Linked DNA regions of Mus musculus: all the other regions are linked to region 1. The links are chromatin contacts, called in public promoter capture Hi-C maps. All regions are on one chromosome and are shown on one strand. Each heading gives the region's core, a stretch centred on a gene start, on an enhancer-like site or on the middle of the called end of the contact. The rest is flanking DNA. Distances are from core to core; before and after follow the strand shown. Region 1 holds the start of Ntf5 (neurotrophin 5). Region 2 holds the start of Sult2b1 (sulfotransferase family, cytosolic, 2B, member 1). Region 3 holds the start of Bcl2l12 (BCL2-like 12 (proline rich)).

What was found. Capture Hi-C pulls out chosen DNA fragments and counts their contacts.
Region 2: a promoter capture Hi-C map of adipose tissue shows a contact between it and region 1. The contact joins the promoter of Sult2b1 here to the promoter of Ntf5 in region 1. A contact is called at or near these places in 1 of 39 promoter capture datasets (liver), 1 of 115 datasets of contacts at active chromatin or transcription factors (pancreatic cancer cells) and 1 of 9 other capture datasets (adipose tissue).
Region 3: a contact with region 1 is called in a promoter capture Hi-C map of liver. The contact joins the promoter of Bcl2l12 here to the promoter of Ntf5 in region 1. A contact is called at or near these places in 4 of 39 promoter capture datasets (cranial neural crest, hippocampal neurons, liver and 1 more), 3 of 115 datasets of contacts at active chromatin or transcription factors (acute myeloid leukemia, large pre-B cells and pancreatic cancer cells) and 3 of 9 other capture datasets (adipose tissue, liver and macrophages).

What each region holds. Positions count from the first base shown.
Region 1 is chr7:45,411,976-45,416,265 of GRCm38.p6, forward strand. Ntf5 (neurotrophin 5) reads left to right here and starts at 1,720. Exons shown (of 3, transcript NM_198190.1): 1 at 1,720-1,813; 2 at 2,756-2,879; 3 at 3,460-4,290. The coding sequence starts at 3,471. The coding sequence ends at 4,100.
Region 2 is chr7:45,740,827-45,745,238 of GRCm38.p6, forward strand. Sult2b1 (sulfotransferase family, cytosolic, 2B, member 1) reads right to left here and starts at 1,652. Exons shown (of 6, transcript NM_001360784.1): 1 at 1,228-1,652. The coding sequence starts at 1,534. It overlaps Gm31597 (a long non-coding RNA gene), which reads left to right and starts at 1,136. Exons shown (of 3, transcript XR_391433.4): 1 at 1,136-1,305; 2 at 4,168-4,239.
Region 3 is chr7:44,995,698-44,999,506 of GRCm38.p6, forward strand. It overlaps Bcl2l12 (BCL2-like 12 (proline rich)), which reads right to left and starts at 1,882. Exons shown (of 7, transcript NM_029410.3): 1 at 1,766-1,882; 2 at 1,181-1,295; 3 at 847-989. The coding sequence starts at 1,287. Irf3 (interferon regulatory factor 3) reads left to right here and starts at 1,951. Exons shown (of 8, transcript NM_016849.4): 1 at 1,951-2,211; 2 at 3,008-3,180. The coding sequence starts at 3,016.

The DNA.
Region 1 (4,290 bases), core at 470-2,969:
CGGACGGACTCTATCACAGAATACAGGGAAGGGGTGCTGGAGGCAGAGGGGGAGCATGCCCCGTAGAGAAGACAGATGCCAGGCAGAAGGAAAAGCAGAGCTCAGAGAGCAGGGAGACAGGGAGAGAGGGAGGGAGAGAGAGACAGAGACGGAGAAAGAGAAGCAAGAAGAGAGATAAAGACAAGAGACAGAGGCCGGGCGTGGTGGCGCACGCCTTTAATCCCAGCACTCGGGAGGCAGAGGCAGGCGAATTTCTGAGTTCGAGGCCAGCCTGGTCTACAAAGTGAGTTCCAGGATAGCCAGGGCTATACAGAGAAACCCTGTCTCGCAAAAAAACAAAAAAAAAAAACAAAAAAAAAAAAAAAAAAGACAAGAGACAGAATTTCCCTCTCTTTATAGACTTCTCCCTTGATGCCCAGAGACTGGAGTTGGAGTCCCTTGGTAGGAACGGGTCATGTCAGGAAAGAATGAAAGGTCAGAGGGGTGACCCAAATGGGCACCCAGACTAGGAAGTGTCCCATCCCACCTCCAGGAAACAACCTGAGTGGGGTCTGAGTCACCCCAGCTGGGATGGCACCTTGAGGGGAACACCCTAATCCGGGGACACCCTTCCTGCCACTTTGCCATGCTATATTTAGGTTGGGGGGATGGGTGCTGGGTGACCCCCCCCCAAGGCAAGTGTCAGCTTTCCTCCTAAATATAGCTCAGGGTTAGGGGAACTAGAGTCCCAGAGTGGGGGCATGGCAGAGTCAAGGGCCCTGCCACCCAAGGAGCCTGTCTGCTGCAGAGACACCCTGCTTGAGGTCTCTCCAGCATCCTGCCTTTCTTTCTGAGGGGGTGATTTCCTCCCTCTAGGGCCCTGTTTCTCTGGGTGGGTTTTTAAAAATTATTTTATTTTATTTCATTTTATTTTATTTTTTATTTAATATATACCAGTACACTGTAGCTGTCTGCAGACACTCCAGAAGAGGGCATCAGATCCTATTACAGATGGCTGTGAGCCACCATGTGGTTGCTGGGAATTGAACTCAGAACCTCTGGAAGAGCAGTCAGTTCAGTGCTCTTAACCGCTGAGCCATCTCTCCAGCCCTCTGGGTGGGTTTTTGTCCCCGTGTCTTATGGTCACAGTTTGCTGTTTCGCTGGGCAGGTCACAGTTCTGAAAGCCCATCATGGTCTCCTCACTCTAATTACCTTGAAGTGTTCTTATCCACTCCAACCAAGTCTTCCTGGTCCCCGGCCAAGAAATTCCAGGATAGAAGACTATGTGGGGGAGCCCGGACAGTCACTGTCTCCAGGCATTGAGCCTTATCACTGCACAAGCCCAGCTGGCTAATGTCTGGCTGGGAGACCCAGGAAGGGAGACAGGAGCGGAGGGTGGGAACCTGCTCTAGACACCATAGCAATTCCCCGGTCTGAAGGGAAGGGCTGAGGTTCTGAATACTGGGTCTAAGGGAGGAGGACTGGGGTCTGGACCCGAGTCTAAAGGAGGAGGGCTGGCGCCTGGACCCCTGGGTCTGAGAGAGGAGGGGCGGAGTGTGGACCCCAGTGTCTGATGGAGGAGGGTTACAGCCTAGACTTCTGGAGCTGAAGTGGTCGAGGCCGAGCTTCCAAGGTGCCGGCCCGCGCGTGCTAGGCGGGATCCGCCGCCCCTCCTCCGCCGTCGGGCGCCGCCCCGCCTCCTCCCAGACCCAGGCCCTCCCAAGCGCAAACGGCGAGCAGCCGGCGAGCAGCGGGCGTCCGAGCTGCCAGCGAGCCGGAGGAGGAGCCGCAGCGGCGCCAGGGGCAGCCGGGGAGCAGAGAAGGGCGCCCCAGGTAAGAGCTCCTCGCCTCCTCTGGCAGACTACACGGTCCGGGTCGCCCGGCCCCCGGGTAGGGAGGGACGGGGGCGGGGCCGACAGGGGCGGGGTTTGGCGGAGGAAACTGAGGCAGGACGGAAGTCTCCCAGAGGTGGAGCGGGTCCCCTCCACCTAACTCAGGAATAGGGATCCCCAGCCCCATTTTCCTGGATGTGTGAAGCAGGGAATCTCCATTTATGAACACCTTGGAGGAGGGGCCGCAACCCTAGAACCTGTGGGTCTGAGGGAGGAGGCGTCTGGAGTCCAAGAAACTTAGTTTGCAGGAGGAGGCATCTGGGGAACCAGGTCACCTGAGGGAGGATGGTTCAGGGGCCTTGGGCCCCTGGGTCTGAGGAAGGAGGCAGCTGTGGACCTGAACAAAGTCTGAGGGAGGAGGCAGCGGGCACCCGCACTCCCTGTAATGGTGTGGTAAACTTCTGCCCCTGATCACACTCAACACTTCCCATTCCCCCACCTCGGAGCCTGGCCAGCCAGACACTCCAGGTATGCGCAGTCGGAGTCTTGGGCGGGCCCTGGCCTGTCCTGCGAGGAGCGAACATTCCAGGAAGCAGCCTCAGGGACCCAGAGCGTGGGCCGGCGGGGACCCGGGTGTCCAGGCCAGCCCCACCTCCGCCGCGTTTAGTGGAGGACTGGAGGACGGGAGGAGGGGATGTAATCTCTTCCAGTTGCCTCACCTGCCCCTCCTCTCTGCTCCCCCCCCCCCATCTGCTTCTCATCCCTCCAAAGCTGTCACCTGCACAGGGAAGGGGGGCCCTCTGGAGGTGGGCGGGGCATCTACTCCAGGGTACCCTAGGCTTTCAAAGACTCTGGAAAGGGTGGCTTTTTTTTTTTTTTTTTTTTTTGAGAGGTCGCGCCCTTCCCCCATCTGCCTATGTAACTGGTTTCCTTCCTCCCGCAGGTGGTTGCCCCCTCCCTCTCCTGAGATGTCAGGGAGGAGACTACCTGTATCCTACAAAGGGGCCCCACACAGCCTGGGGGCCCCCAGTCCCAGAGTGAGGAGGTGGAGGTGCTGCTGTTGACAGGTCTGGTATTCATTCACCTGCTGCTTTCCAGTCCTGGCCCGGCTTCTAGAATGTTCTAGTCTCTCCATATCCCTCCCAGCATCTCCCAGCAGCCAAGTCAGTCTCACACTCAGGGAAAAACGAGAACGACAGGATCCGAGGGGCTCCTCCAGGTTATAGGAACACGAGGGCCAAGTGGCACTGCACGGATTTCAGATCTTACCCATGCCACTTCTTGGCTGTGTGACCCGGTAGAAAGCATTTCTCCTTGGGTTTGACCGTCCAGCCCTGGCTGGCGTGGAACTCGTGCAAACCGGACAGGCCTCCAACTTGTGGCCATCTTCCTGCCTCTGCCTCCTGGTTGCCGAGGTTACAGGTGTGCATCACCACACCCAGTTTTGCCTTTTTGTTTAGACTAACTGGATACTTATTATTAACCTAAAAGTTAAACAATCCCCAGGTTCTAGAGCATAAGGTATTCCTAAGGTCCTCCCATAGTCTGCCACGCAACATCTGCCCTCGGGTGGGGCAGGAGGAGGGGTCCCTGACTTCCGTTACTCAGGTGTCTTTCTTCTCTAACCACAGCCCTCTTTCTCTTCAGGTGTGCAAGCCATGCTCCCTCGCCACTCCTGTTCTCTCCTCCTTTTCCTCTTCCTCCTCCCCAGCGTCCCCATGGAGCCCCACCCCCCATCCTCCACCCTGCCCCCATTTCTGGCCCCTGAGTGGGACCTCTTGTCTCCCCGAGTGGCCCTGTCAAGGGGCGCCCCTGCCGGGCCCCCTCTCCTCTTCCTGCTGGAGGCCGGGGCCTATGGAGAGCCGGCAGGGGCCCCAGCCAACCGCAGCCGGCGCGGGGTGAGTGAGACCGCACCCGCAAGCCGCCGGGGTGAGCTGGCAGTATGCGACGCAGTGAGTGGCTGGGTGACCGACCGGCGGACAGCTGTGGACTTGCGTGGGCGCGAGGTGGAGGTGCTGGGCGAGGTGCCTGCGGCAGGTGGCAGTCCCCTGCGTCAGTACTTCTTCGAGACGCGCTGCAAGGCCGAAAGCGCTGGGGAAGGTGGCCCAGGTGTGGGCGGAGGGGGTTGTCGCGGCGTGGATCGGAGGCACTGGCTCTCAGAATGCAAGGCTAAGCAGTCCTATGTGCGGGCGTTGACTGCAGACTCCCAGGGCCGCGTAGGCTGGCGCTGGATTCGGATCGACACAGCTTGCGTCTGCACGCTCCTCAGCCGAACAGGCCGAGCCTGAGGTCCAGGCTTGGGAACTGCCCAAGTTGAGGGAAAACAAAAAACAAAAAACCAAAGCTGGATGCTGAAAGGACCACAGGGGTGGCCTGGCTGCTCTACCGTGCCTTATGACTGGGAACTGGAATAACCAAAGAATCAAATCTCTCTCAAATCTCAGTCTGTGTGGAATGTATGGTGAAACCAAATGAGGT
Region 2 (4,412 bases), core at 402-2,901, 330 kb after region 1:
CTGGCTGTCCTGGAACTCACTCTGTAGACCAGGCTGGCCTCGAACCCAGTCTGTACCTGAGGATGACCTTTAACTCCGACCCTCTTACTTTCCCCTCCAACATGCTGGGATTACAGATGTGCACCATGTAGCCAGCCCTCCTAGTTCGCCTCAGCTGCCAGCACAGCCCAGAATTACCCAGATCTCAGCTGAGCTGGGGGGTTGACTCCATTGGTCTGAGGACATGTTTGTGATAGATTGTCTTCTTTTATCATTGTTTATTTGTTTAAATATGTTTTTTGTTTATTTACTATTTGTCTCCCCATGTAGCCCTGGCTGGCCTCGAACTCACCTGCCCCTGCCCTCTTAGTGCTGAGATTAAAGACATATGCTGCCCGGGGGCACACTCTTGATAGCTAATTGATAGAGAAGGTCCTAGCCCACTCAGGGCAGTGCCCCTCCTGGGCAGGGGCCTGGGGTTTATAGAGTTAGCTGAGCAAGCTCTAAGGAGCCAGGCAGTCACAGCAGGATCCTGTGTGATTTCTGCTTCTGTTCCTGATTGCGTTGCTTCTCTGTGATAAGGCTGGGGCCTGGAAGTGTAAGCCACACAGGGCCTGTCTTCCTTCGGTTGCTTTTGGTCAGGTGGTCTATTACAGCGACAAAGAGAGAAGCAGAATGCGCAGTGGCTTTCCTTCTCTGTGAAGACTGTGGAGTAGTCTGCATGCGAATTCACACGAAATGAGGAACCTCCTCCACAGACACGCGCGGTTCCGAGAACAAGCAACAGCCAGGGCAGACAGAGCGCTCAGAGAGAGCCAGATTAACCTTCCAGTGGATAAGCAGAGGTTTACCCAGTGACACTGTGCCCAGCAGCACACACCTGCCATTCCAGAACCCGAGACACTGAGACAGCAGGACCAGCTGAGGTTCAAGGCCAGCCTGGGCTACATGAAAACCTTTCTCAACAAAAATGAACAAATTACCCAGCAAACCATGCGCGGCTGGTGGCACTCAGTGCTGTGAAGGCTTGGGAGACAGGGAAGGATTGGGGACACTGTGGCAGCCCTAGAGGGGAGGGGACATTAGCTAGGCCTTCAGAGTCTCCCTGGAGCAGGGACTTAGTGCGCAGTGCAAAGGAAGGTACTGTTAGCAGAGGACAAGCTGCCGGGTTCTGCAAAGCAGGCTCCTCCCCTTCCTCCTCCCTTCTCTCCTCCCTTCCTCCCCAGCCCAGACTAGCACTACCGGTACCTGATTTGGGGTAGGTGACAATGAAGATGTCGTCGTCCCGCACGTTGCTAGTGTTCTCAGCCAGACTGAGGCTCTCCGGTGAGTACATGCCGACAGGAAAAGGGATACCTTTGTATCTGAAGTATTCACCTCCAAAATTCCAGCTGAAAGAGGGGAAGGGCACGTGTAAAGAAGACCAAGGAGGTGGGCAAGAGTCGCAGGGCCCTCCATTCACACGCCAGTGAGGAGTGTCCTTTCTCTGAGCCCCGTGTGTCCACCTGAGGAGTAGATCCACTTCAACTCCACCACAGCAGTCCCGTGATGTCATACTGTCGCCCCCACACTATGGGTGTAGAAAGCTGAGCGTGGAGGGTGGGAGTGACTCGCCCAAAGCTACGCTTCTGGTAGGAGGAAGGGTACTTCATGTCTGCAAAGTGGAGCTAAGTGTTCTCCTTATGTCTATTCCACATCCCAACCCTGGAGGGCGACACCACGTCATCAGGCCATTTTCCGAACGAGGAACCCAAGCCAAAGGTGGCAGGTGCCCCCGCCAACGCTGCACGCTGCAGAGCCCATGTGAGAACCCACGATGACTCACCGAGAAGCTAAAACGATCTAGCTGTTTGTCCCAAAGCCATGACGCATTTACGCAGCCACGAAACCGAGTTTCCAAAGAGAAGACTGAACCTAGACCTTTCAGAATGGTGCAAGAAGTGGTCCACTACGGAGCCCCGCCCCATCCCCCCCCCCCCCGCACTGTGAGCCCCGCCCACAGCCCTCTATTAATTTGTTGGAGACAGAGTCTCACTAAGCTGTTCTGGCTGGTCTTGAACTTTTGATTCTTGTGTGTCAGCCTCCTAAGTAGCTAGGATGACAGATTTGGGCCACCAGGCTCATGTGGGACACATATTTTATCTACTGATTTTTTTGTACTGATGGAGCTTGAGCCTTGATGCTGACACATTAGGCTATCACTCGACCACCACGCTACAACCCTTGGTTTCATGTTTTGAGGGAAAAGGAAACCACAGCATATTGCTTTGTTTTGAAGAAACGCACCCACTAAAAGTTCCTAAGAACAGCCTGGCTTCTGGATGCCGCATCTGCTTCGTTCCTCTGACTGGTGGGACCTCTGTGAGTGAGACCAGTGGATCACATCACGCTGGTCATTCCCAAAGGCTGAGACAGGAGGACAGAGAACTAAAGGCCAACTCCAAAAGTACAGGGAGATTTGGACTCAAAAAGGAAAAGACACTGGGGTGTGGTGGCGCACACTTTAAGTCCCAGGCAGAGTCAGGGAGATCGCTGAGTTTAAGGCCAGCCTGGTCTACAGAGTGAGTTCCAGGACAGCCAGGGCTACACAGAGAAACCCTATCTCGGAAAAAAAAAAAAAAAAAGACAGGGTTTCTCTGTGTAGCCCTGGCTGTCCTGGAACTCACTCTGTAGACCAGGCTGGCCTCGAACTCAGAAATCTGCTTGCCTCTGCTTCCCGAGTGCTGGGATTAAAGGCGTGCGCCACCACGCCCGGCTGAGAAACCCTGTCTTGAAAAACGAAAAAAAAAAAAAAGAAGAAAGAAAGAAAGAAAGAAGAAAGTTTGTAGTGGTAGAGCCCCTACCTAGAATCCCCATTCCAGCTTACACTTCTACATTGCTGTTCATCACTAAAGGAAGTCAGGACTGGAACTCAAGCAGGTCAGGGAGCAGGAGCTGATGCAGAGGCCATGGAGGGATATTACTTACTGGCTTGCTTCCCCTGGCTTGCTTAGCTTGCTTTCTTATAGAATCCAAGACTACCAGCCCAGAGATGGCACCACCCACAGCCCCCCCCCCCTTGATCACTAATTGAGAAAATGTCTTACCGTTGGATCTCATGATCTCATGGAGGCATTTCCTCAACTGAAGCTCCTTTTTCTGTGATAACTCCAGCCTGTGTCAAGTTGACACAAAACCAGCCTGTACACCCAATGAGGGGCAGGCGACGTGGCTCAGTGGTAGAGCCTCTGCCTAGAACTCCCCAGTGAGGGATGGGCATGGCTGTATGGTGTGTCACTAGGCCCTAGAACAGCAGTAATGACAATGCTGACAACGAGAGTTTGGTTTTGAGGTAAAACTCAGACACATGGAGGAGAAGGCATTTAGGAACGCTCACTGTGGGATGCTCTCTGTGCCTTGGGTTTTCTGGTGTATAGATGGATATAATGCCTGCTACCTTGTAGCATTTTGTAAAGCACTCGGGGCTCTGTCTAACCTGGAGAAAGCATTGTATCAAAGTTGGTTAAATTTCCACAGAGAAGAAAGGCAGGAGGCTGGCTGTAAGTGGTCAGCATCCATCCTGGTTTGAAGCTCACATCCCATAAATCTGAGATTTCTAAGGAATAACCATTTTGTCCAGCAGTGGCCCAGCATTATCAAGGCCCTGTTCAGGCCAGCCTGCTCAGTGTTCAGCCTGTTCAGTGTGCCTTGTAAGTTGTAAATTCTCTAGATACTACATTTGTTCAGTGATGTTATCCTACCCCTCCATAGGTTGAACCCCAGGAATGTGTGACATCACCAGTTACCAGGCAGATTTGGATGACCAGGCAGGAGCAGTGAGGTCAATGGTTACCAGGCAGATTAGCTGGTGAAGGTCTGCCAGTGGCAAAGTCTAACGAGCCTTGCCTCCTTGAGTCTCCGTTTCCTCACCTGTCACAAGCAGCCAGCAATAATTACTGCTTCAAGCCTTCAGTCCTACTGAGGATTATAAGTGCTTGTATATCTTAAGTACTGGGCTTTTAAGAGATACTCGGTGGTTAGCCCCAGGTATGCTTTAGTCTTTGATCTCACCAATTCCTTGAGAGAGCTATTTCTCTCTCATTACAGGAGTGGGAAACTGAGTCACCTTCCAAGGAAGGTTAGCCCCAGGTATGCTTTAGTCTTTGATCTCACCAATTCCTTGAGAGAGCTATTTCTTTCTCATTACAGGAGTGGGAAACTGAGTCACCTTCCAAGGAAGGATCTTGTGCCCGTAGGCACCCTGAAATCGTTCCTGGATAAGTAAGTAAATGAATATGGACACCTGGCCCACTGTTCCACCGGTTTTTTGTTTTTTTTTGTTTTGTTTTGTTTTGTTTTTGTTGTTGTTTTGTTTTGTTTTATCTCTGAATGCAGCTCAGGTCCTGAGAGGCCAAGTGGCGGGGAGTCAGGGCTGCTGGCAATCAAGGTCAGAC
Region 3 (3,809 bases), core at 632-3,131, 420 kb before region 1:
TACCACGACATCCCCTCAGCATACAGCCTTGGTGAAACACGACTGCAGGGGGCGTCCACAGTGGTAGCAGCATCTCCATCCTCCCTGAGCAGCACCGCAGAGATGGCACCTCAGCCAAAACGGCCTGCAACCAAGGAGGACTGACTTCTCATCCTAACCCATGGGCCGGCCCACTGCAGGGGAAAGGCAATGGCAAAAGCTGCCAGGCCCCAAGCTTCCCAAGCTGGACATCTCTGCCCTGAGAAGCCACCCTCTAAGAAGTCCCAGATAAGCCCCATCCTTTGTCCAATTCCCTGCTGTCTGATCCCAGGAGCAGAGGGCGGCCAGCCATGGTGTCCTCACTCCACTCTGGACTCTCCAACAAATCTCTTTCATGAGATTTTCTGCCTGGTGTGACTCTCTCATCGGAAGAAGCCAGGAAGCAAAGAAGTGGAGCGGTGCTGAGGCTCTACTCCCTTGGGAGCCACAATGCCTCTGCTGAGGAGACTTCCTCTCAAAGCTGTAAGGGTCCTGGCCCCCATGTCTCAGGATACCCCTCCATCGGGACACGTCCCACCTCAGCGCTGTGTGGCTCTTGGGCCCCCAGTCTCAGGCATCCCTTGCACTGGGACCCCTTCTCCCTTCAGAGCTGCATGCTTCCCGGGCTTTGGAGCCCCAGGGTACCTCCTATCCAAGCACAAACACTTACACTTACCCGCTAGAAAGAGGTGTGACAAAGACTTGAAATGGTTATGGCTTGTGCTGAAGCTGAACCGTGTTGACTTTATAATGGGTCCTGTCTGGATTTTTTGGAACCAAAACTCCTAGCCCTGAAAGTTTCACAAGTGACCTGAATAAATCTCTTACCAGGCTCGGAACCATAGCAGGGGCGGAGGGGAAGGAAGTGGGGCCTAGAGGACTCCGTGGGGGGAGCTCCTCTCCCCAGGGGACAAGGGAGGCATCTTCGGAGGCGGCTCAGGAAATCTGTTGTCTCCTCTTGGGCAGGACTCCTAGGGACAAGAACCTCGGAGTTATCCCGAAGGGGTCTGGGCAAGTGATCCCTTCATCCTTTCATGGAAGATCACTCTTGAAACTCAGCCCAGGCACATGGAGTTAGGTCTGATGGGAGTAGATAGGTTTGGACCACAAGACTCAGGAAGATCTTCCCATCAAAGGCTGACGCTGGGGGAGTGGAACTCACCTGGGTGGAGTTGGGACAGGGGACCCAGCGACTTCACCGCGCTTAAGGAAGGCCGTCAGAACCTTCAGTGTGTCCTCTCGGAGACCCAACTCTTCAGAGCCGGCCATGGGGGTACCTGAGGCAGAAGACAGAGGATGCACCCAAGTGCAGGGATAACTCAAACTTCTGAATCACTGAATGAAGAGGGCGCCTAACTCCAAGGAAAAGGTGGTTTTTAAGGGCCAGTGGGGCAGTTGATTCAGTTGAGGAGAAACGGTCTGAATTACTGAGTCTAAGAAAGGAGGTAAATGAGTGCTTGAACTCTTGCAGGAAGGAGCGGGAAGGGGGTTTGGAGTTCCCTCTCAGCTAGCAGCGCCAAAGAAGGCTCGAAGACCGTAGAGAATAGGGAACTACTAATCCTAGTATGCTTTGCGGCAAACGCTGGTCCGATTTCCCCACTTTTCACCGAGCAGTCTGCTGGGAGATGTAGTTCCAATTTTACCTCTGGCGTGCACCGGGAGACCCCGGGTGCTTGGAAGTCACAGCTTGGCAGGACTGGCTGTGGCCTTTCCTGCAACCCTGTCCCCTCCCTGGCACCCAGCTCACCTGGCTCGCGGTTGTGTCCCCGTCGCACTGGCGTACACGCTTTCTCACAATTTCTACAAACTTTTACTTCGGAAGTTCAACTTTCCCACGCCTGCGCACTGGGCCGACACGGCAACCGCCCCAACGTCGAAGGGGTGGAGCCTTCTTTTGCGGTCATTTGCATATGGCGTTCCCAGCATGCCTGTAGGCGGAAGGCCAAAAAAGGGCATTTGAGGGAGTTAGGCCTGCTAAGCCGAAGTGCGCTCCGGGATTTCTTGACTTTATTTCGTCAATGTTGAGAAAAACTTTTTATATCTCAAAATATCGTTAGAAAAGGAAGTCCCAGCGCTCGGAGGCTTAGCTGACAAAGAAGGGGGTTGCGTGGCTGCGAGTCTCAGAACTACTGTTTGGGAGCCCCAAAACCACTGCTGGCACCCGCGCCGCACGGGCGCCCAATTCCTCCCCTGGTAGGTAACGCGGAAGAGCCGGGAGGGTGGCGGCCTCAGGGCGCAGGATCGGGCAAACCTGTCGCTCAGAAGCTCGGCTACCGAAAAGCAGAATGGCCACGCGTTGTAGACGGAAGCCTGCAGTCTCAGCATCCAGGCTGGAGGCAGTAAAGATTGCTGTAAGTTCAAGGCCAGTGAGCTCCAGGCCAGGCTGGACGACAGAATGAGCGCCAGACCAACATGGGTTAAGCGATTTGAAGACCAGCCTGAGCTACTGAATAAGTTTGAGGGTAGCCTGGGTTACAGAGTGCATTCGAGGCCAGCCAGGGCCACAGAGTGAGTTGAAGACCAGCCTTGGCTACATAGCAAGTTCAAGGACAGCCTATGCTACATACTAAGACCCTGTCTCAAACATCCGTAAAAACAATATAGGAACAAAAAACAAAAAAACAGAAGAAGCGACAGCACCTGGGAAAAGACTCTGGAAATGAGTAAGGGTTTTCTGCAAGGGTGAGGCGGTTGTGAGAGCAGTTAGGATCCTTTAAAGACGAGGGAAAGAGGACTCCACTCTTGAAATAGGGTGCCAGCTTTGGATAATAGGAGTTTACATTTAGAAAAGGGAAGGAACCTATGGGTAGAGTTCATATAGAAGACTCTGGGGGGTAGGAGAGGCGGTCCCGTTGGATTTGGAAAGGTGGGAAGGAGTTTCCCGTTTGTACACAATGGTGAAGGAAGACCTGTGTTGTGGCGGGTCGGAGAGGTTTGAGTGCATTTGCCCCGTGACAGACAGGCTCAGGAACTGTCCTGTGGTGCGCAGGCTAGAGCATGGAAACCCCGAAACCGCGGATTTTGCCCTGGCTGGTGTCACAGCTGGACCTGGGGCAGCTGGAAGGCGTGGCCTGGCTGGACGAGAGCCGAACGAGGTTCAGGATCCCGTGGAAGCATGGCCTACGGCAGGACGCACAGATGGCTGACTTTGGCATCTTCCAGGTGCTGGGGGAAAGATTTCAGACGCATTTCTGGGTGTGGCTGGACCAGGGCAGGGGGTGGGATAGGACTGGAGGGACAGACGGGAATTGATTGGCAGATTCTAGGAACAGAATCCTGAAAGCCAGGTTGCGTTTCTTTTTTTTTTTTTTTTTTTTTTTTTTTTTAAAGATTTATTTATTATTTTATGTAAGTACACTGTAGCTGTCTTCAGACACACCAGAAGAGGGAGTCAGATCTTGTTACGGATGGTTGTGAGCCACCATGTGGTTGCTGGGATTTGAACTCTGGACCTTTGGAAGAGCAGTCGGGTGCTCTTACCCACTGAGCCATCTCACCAGCCCTAGGTTGCGTTTCTTAAGAAACGTTCTGGAGCAATGGTTCTCAGTCCCTGGGACGCGACCCCTTTGGGGGTTGAATGACCGTTTCATTGAAAAATAAGTATTTTGACTTCTAACAAAACTACAGTTATGTAATAGCAATACAAATAATTTTGGGGCTGGGGGATCACTGCAACACGAGGAACCGCATTAGGATAGTTGAGAACAGCTGTTTTAGAGGGCGGGAAATCTTTAGGAGTGGGCTCTTGATTTTAGAACCCTTAAGCCTTAAGAGTTGAGACTGCCCTCAAG